Linked DNA regions of Bactrocera dorsalis: region 1 is linked to region 2. The links are chromatin contacts, called in public Hi-C maps. All regions are on one chromosome and are shown on one strand. Each heading gives the region's core, a stretch centred on a gene start, on an enhancer-like site or on the middle of the called end of the contact. The rest is flanking DNA. Distances are from core to core; before and after follow the strand shown.

Evidence for each region. Hi-C and Micro-C count contacts between places; a contact is called where the count stands out from the background.
Region 1: a Hi-C map of whole body shows a contact between it and region 2, with 2.6 times the contacts expected there. The contact joins two enhancer-like sites.

Annotation. Positions count from the first base shown.
Region 1 is chr5:24,312,724-24,317,021 of ASM2337382v1, forward strand. No RefSeq gene overlaps it. Among protein-coding and RNA genes, the nearest start is that of LOC105223965, 11 kb to the right of the region's middle. Within about 2 kb of position 3,043, the one cell type or tissue checked has open chromatin away from gene starts, as enhancers often do.
Region 2 is chr5:24,225,712-24,230,151 of ASM2337382v1, forward strand. LOC105223966 reads right to left here. Exons shown (of 6, transcript XM_049458251.1): 3 at 3,933-4,147; 4 at 3,316-3,503; 5 at 2,885-3,200; 6 at 987-1,453. The coding sequence ends at 1,254. Among protein-coding and RNA genes, the nearest start is that of LOC105223966, 15 kb to the right of the region's middle. Within about 2 kb of position 3,065, the one cell type or tissue checked has open chromatin away from gene starts, as enhancers often do.

The DNA.
Region 1 (4,298 bases), core at 1,793-4,292, 87 kb after region 2:
CCGTGGAGAGTCGATTCGGTGCCGTTCGCAGCAATTTGGACAAGTTGCTCATGGCGATCGCACGTAGGCCTCTTCATTAGGCCCATTGTGCTCCCGTGTGGTAACCGATTTATTATTCAAAAACTTATAGGACTTTGTGAATAATCTGAGTCTTTTCTTCAGGGTAGGTGTCCCGTGATAACCTCCACAATGTTGCTAAGTTCCCTTTTGCAAAGAATAGGAAATTTTGGTCTGTACACCATCAACGTGATCCCAAAATAACTTTTTTCTGCCTGAAATACTGAATTGTAGAAGAATGATGGGGTCTTGTGTAGAAGTTCACGCAAGTGATTAAAGTTCTCTCAGCGCCATTCACTTGGGAGTGACCAGAAACGATCTTTTTACATATGCCTCAAGCAGCTCAAGACTTCCGGTCTTCAACCAAGCTAAAGTAAAAAGAGGAAGTATACCTCCCCAGGGTTGTGCGCTGGATTTGGAACCCACCACGTAAAAAAAACTCCCAATGAAGGAAAGAAAACAGCCTCGCGCTGTTGTAATTCAGAGATGCATTCTATGTATGGATAGGCGATTCAAATTCAACCCTGAACAGAGGACAGCGAGGTCGTCCGCGTAGCTGAGAACCTTGAAGTTCTCCCTGTGCTGATATGTAGTAATTGTTGATCAAGGTGACTCACAGAAGGAGGATAGGATGCCTCCTTGGGGGTGCTATAATTAATCTAGTGAGAAATTTTTATACCTTGCCCGTCGTATATTGCTTGACTATTGGTTAGCACATGACTTAATCAAGTCAACTGGTTCGGAATAATGTCAAAATGAAACGATAACAGATAACATAATCAGTCGGGTAGCATTGTTGAATGCACCTTCTAGGTCAAGGAATGCCACTTCGGTGAACTCTCGTCTTTCTAAGAAATATTTGATTATACCAGCTACCTCATGTAAGGCAGTATTAACTGATTTCCCATCGACATACGCATGCTGCCTGAATTCCAAACGGTTTGGCGGAATTTATTGTTTGATGAGATCATCGCAGATCCGCTCTATACTTTTTAGTAGAAAGGATGTTATGCTGATCGGTCCGCAAGATTTTGACAAGCAGTAGTTTTCCTTTTACGGTTTCGGTATTAAGATAACTTCGGCCTGCGGCCATCTACTTGGCGTGTACTCTAAATGGACACGAGATTTACAAATACTAGCAACTCGATGAGACAGTGGATCTGCACCGTTCTGTAGTTGAGCGGGAAATATACCAACTGTACCGGCTGTCTTAAAAGGTTTGAAACCACGAAATGCTAAATGCTTATTAACCCTTACGCTGCGGTTGTGTCTTTTTGACACAAAAGTACATATGAGCTCCTAAGCCACAAAATGTGTAGAATAAAATTTAAATTTCATAATTCAAGCTGCATTTGTTACTAAATTCTTAAACTAGACATAATTATACACATATCCCTAAGCATATCATTACGCCTATTTTTGTTGTTAATTACCTTCATAATAAAATATCCTGTTGACAATATCAAATTGTGCTACTGACAAAATCCTTCCCACAAAAAAAGAGTTTCTGCGCGTTACAAAAACAAAATTTTAATAAAAAAAACCCCAACTGACACTGACACAATGGACACTTTTGTGATCGTCGAGCACAAAAGGACTAGCCGAACATCACTTCTGGTTCAGATCACTTCGAAACTCATTTAGGCATGATGACAAAATACAAAATACTCATAACAACACACGGTAGGGGTGAAAAAAGGTGAACAAAGAGTGGAAACAACATTAAATAAACGAGACCAGAGCCACAAAAACCGCGTTGCGGTTGAATGGAGTTTGGCAATAGGAAATTAATTTTCACGTTTTCTTGGCAAAAATTTCTGTCGTCCACAGAACGAAGTGGGACCACCTTGTGCGTGAGCCTAAAAAACAAGAATGTGTGTTTGCGTTACGAGCTGACTTTAACGAGTGTGTTTATGTGTGTATGTATGTATGGATATGAGCTCACGAAGGTGAGCGCACGATAAGTGAGGGAAGGTGCGGGTAAGCCGAGATTGCAAATTTGGTTTTAAGTGGCGAAACAACAGCGGGTAGTCCTTGCACGCAATTTTGGCGTGTTGTTGTAATTTTTTTGCTGTATTTTTTTGTTGTAATTTTTTTGCTGGAAATTTTTTGTTGTGGTATTTTTTGTTGTAATTTTTGTTGTTGTAATTTTTTATATAGTTTTTGTTGTTGTAATTTTTTTGTAATCTTTTTGTTGTAATTTTTTTTTTGGGGATTTTTATTTTATGGGTTTCTTCACAACTGCAACTCTTTGTTTGTATGTATGTATTCCGCACGAGATAGTGCTGTGTGCTGTAGGGGAGGTTGCTTATTGACGAGCGCACCTTCATCTCTCTTCACAGTTCGTGCAAACAAATCTGTCAACATCGGACGTAGCGATAAAAGGAAAATAAATTTCCAACGTAAGTGTTCTTAAATATTTTCAAGGATACAGAAATCATTTAATCGGTAACAAACTATAATAAAGTAATGCTGATCATCCCTTTGCTGCAAGAGCATACACACAAGACAAAAGAGCGCTGAGAAGTAAAGAAAGCGAGCGAAAGGAAGCCAACAAGCAAAGGGTAGCCACTGGACCACGTACGCGCCCGGGGCTCCAGCATTGCGGTTGCGTATTTTGCTAACTTTCAAGTGTTTAAATAAACCGACAGTTTGACTGCTTCATATTATGTTGGTTGGCCCAGCAGGCCGGCGATGTGGAGTAGACTAATTTTACGAACCCCGACAGGCTGAGCACCCGTTCGATCGCCGCACAAAAGCGGCCGAACGTGGCAAACACACACACATACACACGCAGAAATGCGTCGAAGTGTCTACAAAGAATTGGTACGTGTGTAGGCCGTTGAAAGATTTACTCCTCGCAATTGGTTCATAATAATAATTTCGCAGATGTTTAAAATGTTCGTGGCGTGTCATTTCGTTTGTGTTTGGGTTCGTGTTGTAAATATGCACTGAATTGCCGGCAAATTAGTGTACTCAGCAGACAAATCTGTCGATTGCGCTGTGCGCTCGCATTGGCCGTCCGTCCGTCCGGCCGTTCGTCGGTTCGCAGCTATTGTCTGCATGTGCAACACAAACACTTAACTCTTCAAATGCTTCCCGCTATGTTTATACTCACACACATACATATGTATGTGTGTATGTGTTTGGCAGGAATCAAAATCGGAGGAATTCTGCCGCGTCTCTTGTGTCAACATTGCGATATATCAATGGCATTGCTTGCTATTGCTCCAGCATTTGTGAGCGAGATTGAGCGTGTTGTGTGAATGGCATCGCATGCCATCTGTTTGCCCGTTTCGCTAAGTCAATTATGTACAATATTACGAGTAAGCAAAGAAAAGTGAAAGTCGCTGCATAGTAACACACACATACTCATGCATAAATGCACAACTACTTTACAAGTGTTTGTGTGTCCGTTTAGACATCATTTAGATGCAAATGAATTTAGTATTATTTGAGTAAGCAAAAAAGTGCAAATTTATCGGGACTTATTGATGTACTTTGCATGTAAATCTGTGTGTATGTATGTATGTGTGATTATATAGCACACAACGGAAAAATTCACTTGTTTCTGGATATTCAGCCAAACTAATTTTTTCGAAAAATCGCGTAATAATTAAAAATTGTTATTTCTTTGTTTTTCGAAGTTAGCCTCTAAGTTCGAAATTTTGATTTTCGAAATTCGAAATTGAACTTATTAATATAACAAAGAGAAAATATGTACTATAAGCACGTTTTCCTCTTTTTCTAAATACATACATCAACGTTTTTTCGTCAGGCTTCTTTGACAGATGCTGTGCGTTGCAAGTTCTGTAAGGTCACTCTCTTGGAAACCATCGTGACTGTTAAAGAACTAAGACCGTGGATTTCACAATCTGCTCTTGACACATTTTTTAGCAGCAAAATCATTTGCCAAAAACAGAAAAAATTAGTATTCACTTGGAGGCAGATCTAATCAATAATAATACGGAATGCGCAATAGACTCCCAGCTAAAATTTCGGAGCTACTGCCGGGTCACTATCGATGTGTGTTAGCTGTCGTTGCTCTACTGAAACGCAATCCCTCTTTTATTTGCGAAATCAATCGGTTTCTAGGCGATTTTTTCATAAAGAAAGTCCAAAGTTGACGGTTCAGATCCGAATTAAAAGTTTGGTCGTAGAGAAATAGCTCATAGTACATGATTCCTTTCTAATTGCATCGAGGCCATAGCTAAAATTTTCTTGACTTAGCCACAGTTCGC
Region 2 (4,440 bases), core at 1,815-4,314:
AACCAGCAACCATGTCAACAACAATGTCAGCCTCGGAATCTAACGCAGAATAACTCTTGCCAACAGGTGCCACTTCGGACTGAGTAGGCAATTGAGAAGTAAAATCTTCTCTAGACAAACAAAGACCAAACTCTACATGTCACTCATCATCCCCACCCTGATATGTAGTGCAGAGGCATGGACGATGACAACATCGGATGAGTAGACGTTACGAGTTTCCGAGAGAAAGGTACCTGACAAGGGAAGCAGAGGAAGACCTCTTCTCCATTGAAAAGACTAGGTGGAGAAGGACAAACTAAGTAAAGGAAGGACGTTGGCGCCTTGTAGTAAACTCGGCTATAACTGATTGAGAGCTACGGCTTGGAACTGATAAAAACTGATAAAAAAATGGATCCATTATGACAATCCTAAATGTTAAAATAATGTACTATAAATATAATGATGTGAAACCTGGCCAATCAGCAGAATCAATGGCATAGCCGGATATGCATGACACGAAGATACTGGTCGGTGGAAGCATTCTCTGTATTATTAGCATCTAAAACCAGGTAACAATTTATTGATATAAAACACGAATGACAACTTATCAAATGTAATAGAGCGATTGCCGAAAAACGCTCGGAATTTATAGCTAAGACCTTGGCCCTCCTGATTACAATTTGGTTCGGTTGATGTAGAACGATCTTATTTAAATTTAGGTCACATCAAAACACAGAAATTAAAATTAGTTCGATTCATTTCTAGGTCATTCATTCCATTTTTTTGGATTGGAATTCACAAATCGGCAGGAAGATGGAAATATGTTATAGCTTCACTTTTGTTGATATATTTAGTACAAGTTCGCGATCGGCTTAGCTTATATGTTCTCTTTTTAAGACATCTCGTAAACTTTGACACTCTATGGGTATGGTATAGTTCCTTTAAGCTGTAAAAATTGGAAAACATCGCAATAACTGAATACATTAGTAAATAAAATTTATTTTCAACAATTTTGTTTTGTTTTTTATTCTTATGCATTTTACGCTACTAATCGCTAATAATCGGTATCGTTATCGTTATAAACTTGAGTACCGTTTTATTTTTGATTTTGCCATTTTGCTTACGCTCTTGTGTTTTTATAAAATCATATTATTGTTTATTTTACTTTCACTAACGTTGAATTATACATACATATATTTATTTATACACAACTATCACGACTAAAATGTATTATATCAAATAATATTTTATTCATATGAGCACTACCACCATTTCTAAGGCTCAACTAAGTCTTTGGAACAACCATTGTAAGCCAGTTCCTCCGGCCGAAAGTAGGAGTTCTGCATGCTGTAGAGCCGATCGATGGGATTCACCATGGGCGATTGCGTCAGCGGTCCCATCAGCTGTTGAAATGTGGAGTAGCTCAGGCCAAGTACGGTGCTCAGAAAAGGCTCGTTCGTTTTGTTGCAGTTTTCTAAATAAAGTGAATTAATGTCAAGAGATGATAAGCTTTCTAAGTTTTTTAATGATAAAAAATTATTTTAGTAGAATTAAGTTATATAGAAAAACTCGTTAGCAAAGATATAAGTGCCGGAATAAAATGTCCTTAGTTTTTTAGGAATGATTTCAAGAGCTTTTAGTTTGAACGCGCCTTTTTTTACTCCATGTCTACAGTAAAAAGACACGTACTAAAAAATTAACTGCGAAAGTAACCATTCATTGATTGTTTCCATAGCGGTGCTATGAACACCGAAGACGGTGGACCTTGTCGGCGTCCTAAAGAGTGTGTGACGGACGAAAACAAGAAAAAATGTTAACTACGGCTGTACCGAAGCTTTATAGCTTCCCAGATGCATTTTTTGCGGAGAGTACAGCGTTTCCTTGAACAATAATCTATGCAAAAGTTTGTGAATATATTTTGTTAAATAAAAAAGTATGAGATTGATTTTGATCGCTCAGTTTGTGACCTGATATCGGCGGTTCCGACAAATGAGAAATTTCTTGGTAAGAAAAAGGCATGGACAAAACTGAGGAACTAGTTCTCGTATTACCTGATGAACAGATGGACCTGGCTCATTTTAGGTTCAAATTTTCCAGGTTTGTATCTCCATTGTCCTATTCTAAGGTCCCAAAAGAGGGTCACTGGAAAGAAATCTTCCACACTAACTTTGAGACAGTGAAGAATAACTCAGCTTAAAGACCTGATCTGACCTGAGGTTTTGGGATCAATTAAGTACTTTTTAATTAGAGAGAATATAGTTGAAGTTTTTTAAGAACGAAACTTGATAATTAATTTTCGATCAGCAGTCTTCTGTTTCTCTTTCCTTCAAGAAAGAGATTGTTCGAACTATGTGGTGAGTTAATTTTAAAATATTTCACCACGTGGTAACTTTGGTTTTCTCCATATAAACACAGGTTATTTAGAAAAAATTACTTGACTTCGCCTCCCGATTTCGTTTTGGCTATCTTCGATCATAGCGGTTATCGGTTTCGATAACACAACTCAAGGACTACCTTTATCTGGTGAAGTATGATTAATAATTTATAGGTCAGGGTTGCCACAATTATATAAATAAGCAACAATTAAATATGCTTAGCATAACTTAATTGGCAAATTAAACTCATCAGTGATTAAAAGTTTTTCTGTTTTGAATATCCACTCTTCAAACCGTCCGCTACTAATTTTTTTCTAATTTAATGAATTTAAATTGTATAATGAGACAATATTGTTGGCTAATATTTTTAATTTTTTCCACATTTATCTTATGCTCCGCGGCTTTTGCATCTTTTGCACTTTGCACTTGAGCATAAGTACGCACTACATAGTAGCAGAGAGCAGTCGCTGAGCGGCGCAGAGGCGCCAAGGCAGGACTCTTACCTCTTTTGATCATTGTTAGCAACGCACCTTTATTGGTTTCCATGCAATTAAATGACGTATTCTCGTTTTCGTCTTTGATGGAGCGCATTTTTACCGCGCCATCCGCACAAGAGGCAACACCACCACCGCCACCACCAGCACCTACCCCGCCACTGCTGCCGCAGGCGGAAAACGGTGACTCCAGCAGCGACTCGCAGTCGCTATGCGCCTCGTCTTTAATCTTCGCCAAATTGCTGTTGTCCGATTCTTGAGAATCCTGCGAGTCACTCGCACCCTTCGTGTGCTCTTGCTTTGCTTTCTTTTGGATTTTTTTCACTTTGGCGCGTTGATTTTGAAACCAAACCTGCGGATTAAATAAACGAGGACTTAACGTTTGGTAATGAAAATTTTGAGTATGATTTCAGTACTTCTTAGCGATTGCACTCACAAGCATATCATGTACATGTGAGGGTACATACCTGCACAATTCTTAAACTTAAACCAGTCTCCTTTGCCAAGTTCTCTCTCACTTTACGACAGGGTTTCGGTGACAGTTCAAAGGATGCTTTGAAGGCGCGTCTTTGCTGTGTGTTCAGTATGGTGCGTGGGCGTTTAGGTCCACGTCTGCCATCTAATTTGGGTGCAAACAAGTCATCGCCGTAGAAATCTATTTTTATGGAAGAGTATTTTAGTATTGATCTAAAATGAGAGTTGTGGTAATGATAAAAAGGTTTGAGGTAGGGATGTAGGATGCAACTTAGGTTCGATTCGGTTCTATTTTCCATTACTTGTGAAATCTAACACATGTTTTAAAGAAGGAAATGTAATATTCAGCTATGTCAAGTAATGTCAGATAATGTAGTAATGCACGGTAATGCTTGTTTTAACCCTTGTGTTTCTTCTTCCCTTTTTGTGAATCACAACAAACGACAAACTTAATCCAGTCTGAAGTTTTGAAAATAATGTATGATCATGCATGATCTTAACAAAATAATCTTGGATCGTTTCGTTATGCCCCTCTTAACCCTTGCTTGAATTCTTACTTTTTACCAAATATTTCAGATTATATTTGTTTTTTCTTTGTTGTCGAACCTACCGTATCCTTGCAGCATTTCGACTTCTTTTTCATAGTCCAATCGGCAGAATAGTTGACCCTGCTTCACCACGTACTGTTCACCCTTCTTCAAGAGTCCACCGCATACGACGCATGCAAAGCACTTTAAATGAAAAACACTGTCGAATGTTCGCATGACCAGCTCGTCGCAGGCGATTCGGTGACCACAGCCGAGGCAGCGATTGCGTAGAAATTGTCTATTGAAAATAAGATATCGTAATTTTTACACAAATATACATACGCATTTTGCGAAATCCAACAAGATTTTTGTTAGTGGTTAATGAAATTTATGTTTTCCAACTCTTTAACAAAAAAATACAAAAATATATAACAAAAAGCTTAAATTTATTATAATAAATAAACGGGTATTCTCGGCATGAATGATTGGAAAAATTCTTTTTCCTTTCGAGTATTTTTATGGTTAACTTATTATTTATATATATTCCCGTAGTTCCTAGGTGGAACATAGGGTTAACTTATTGGAACAGGG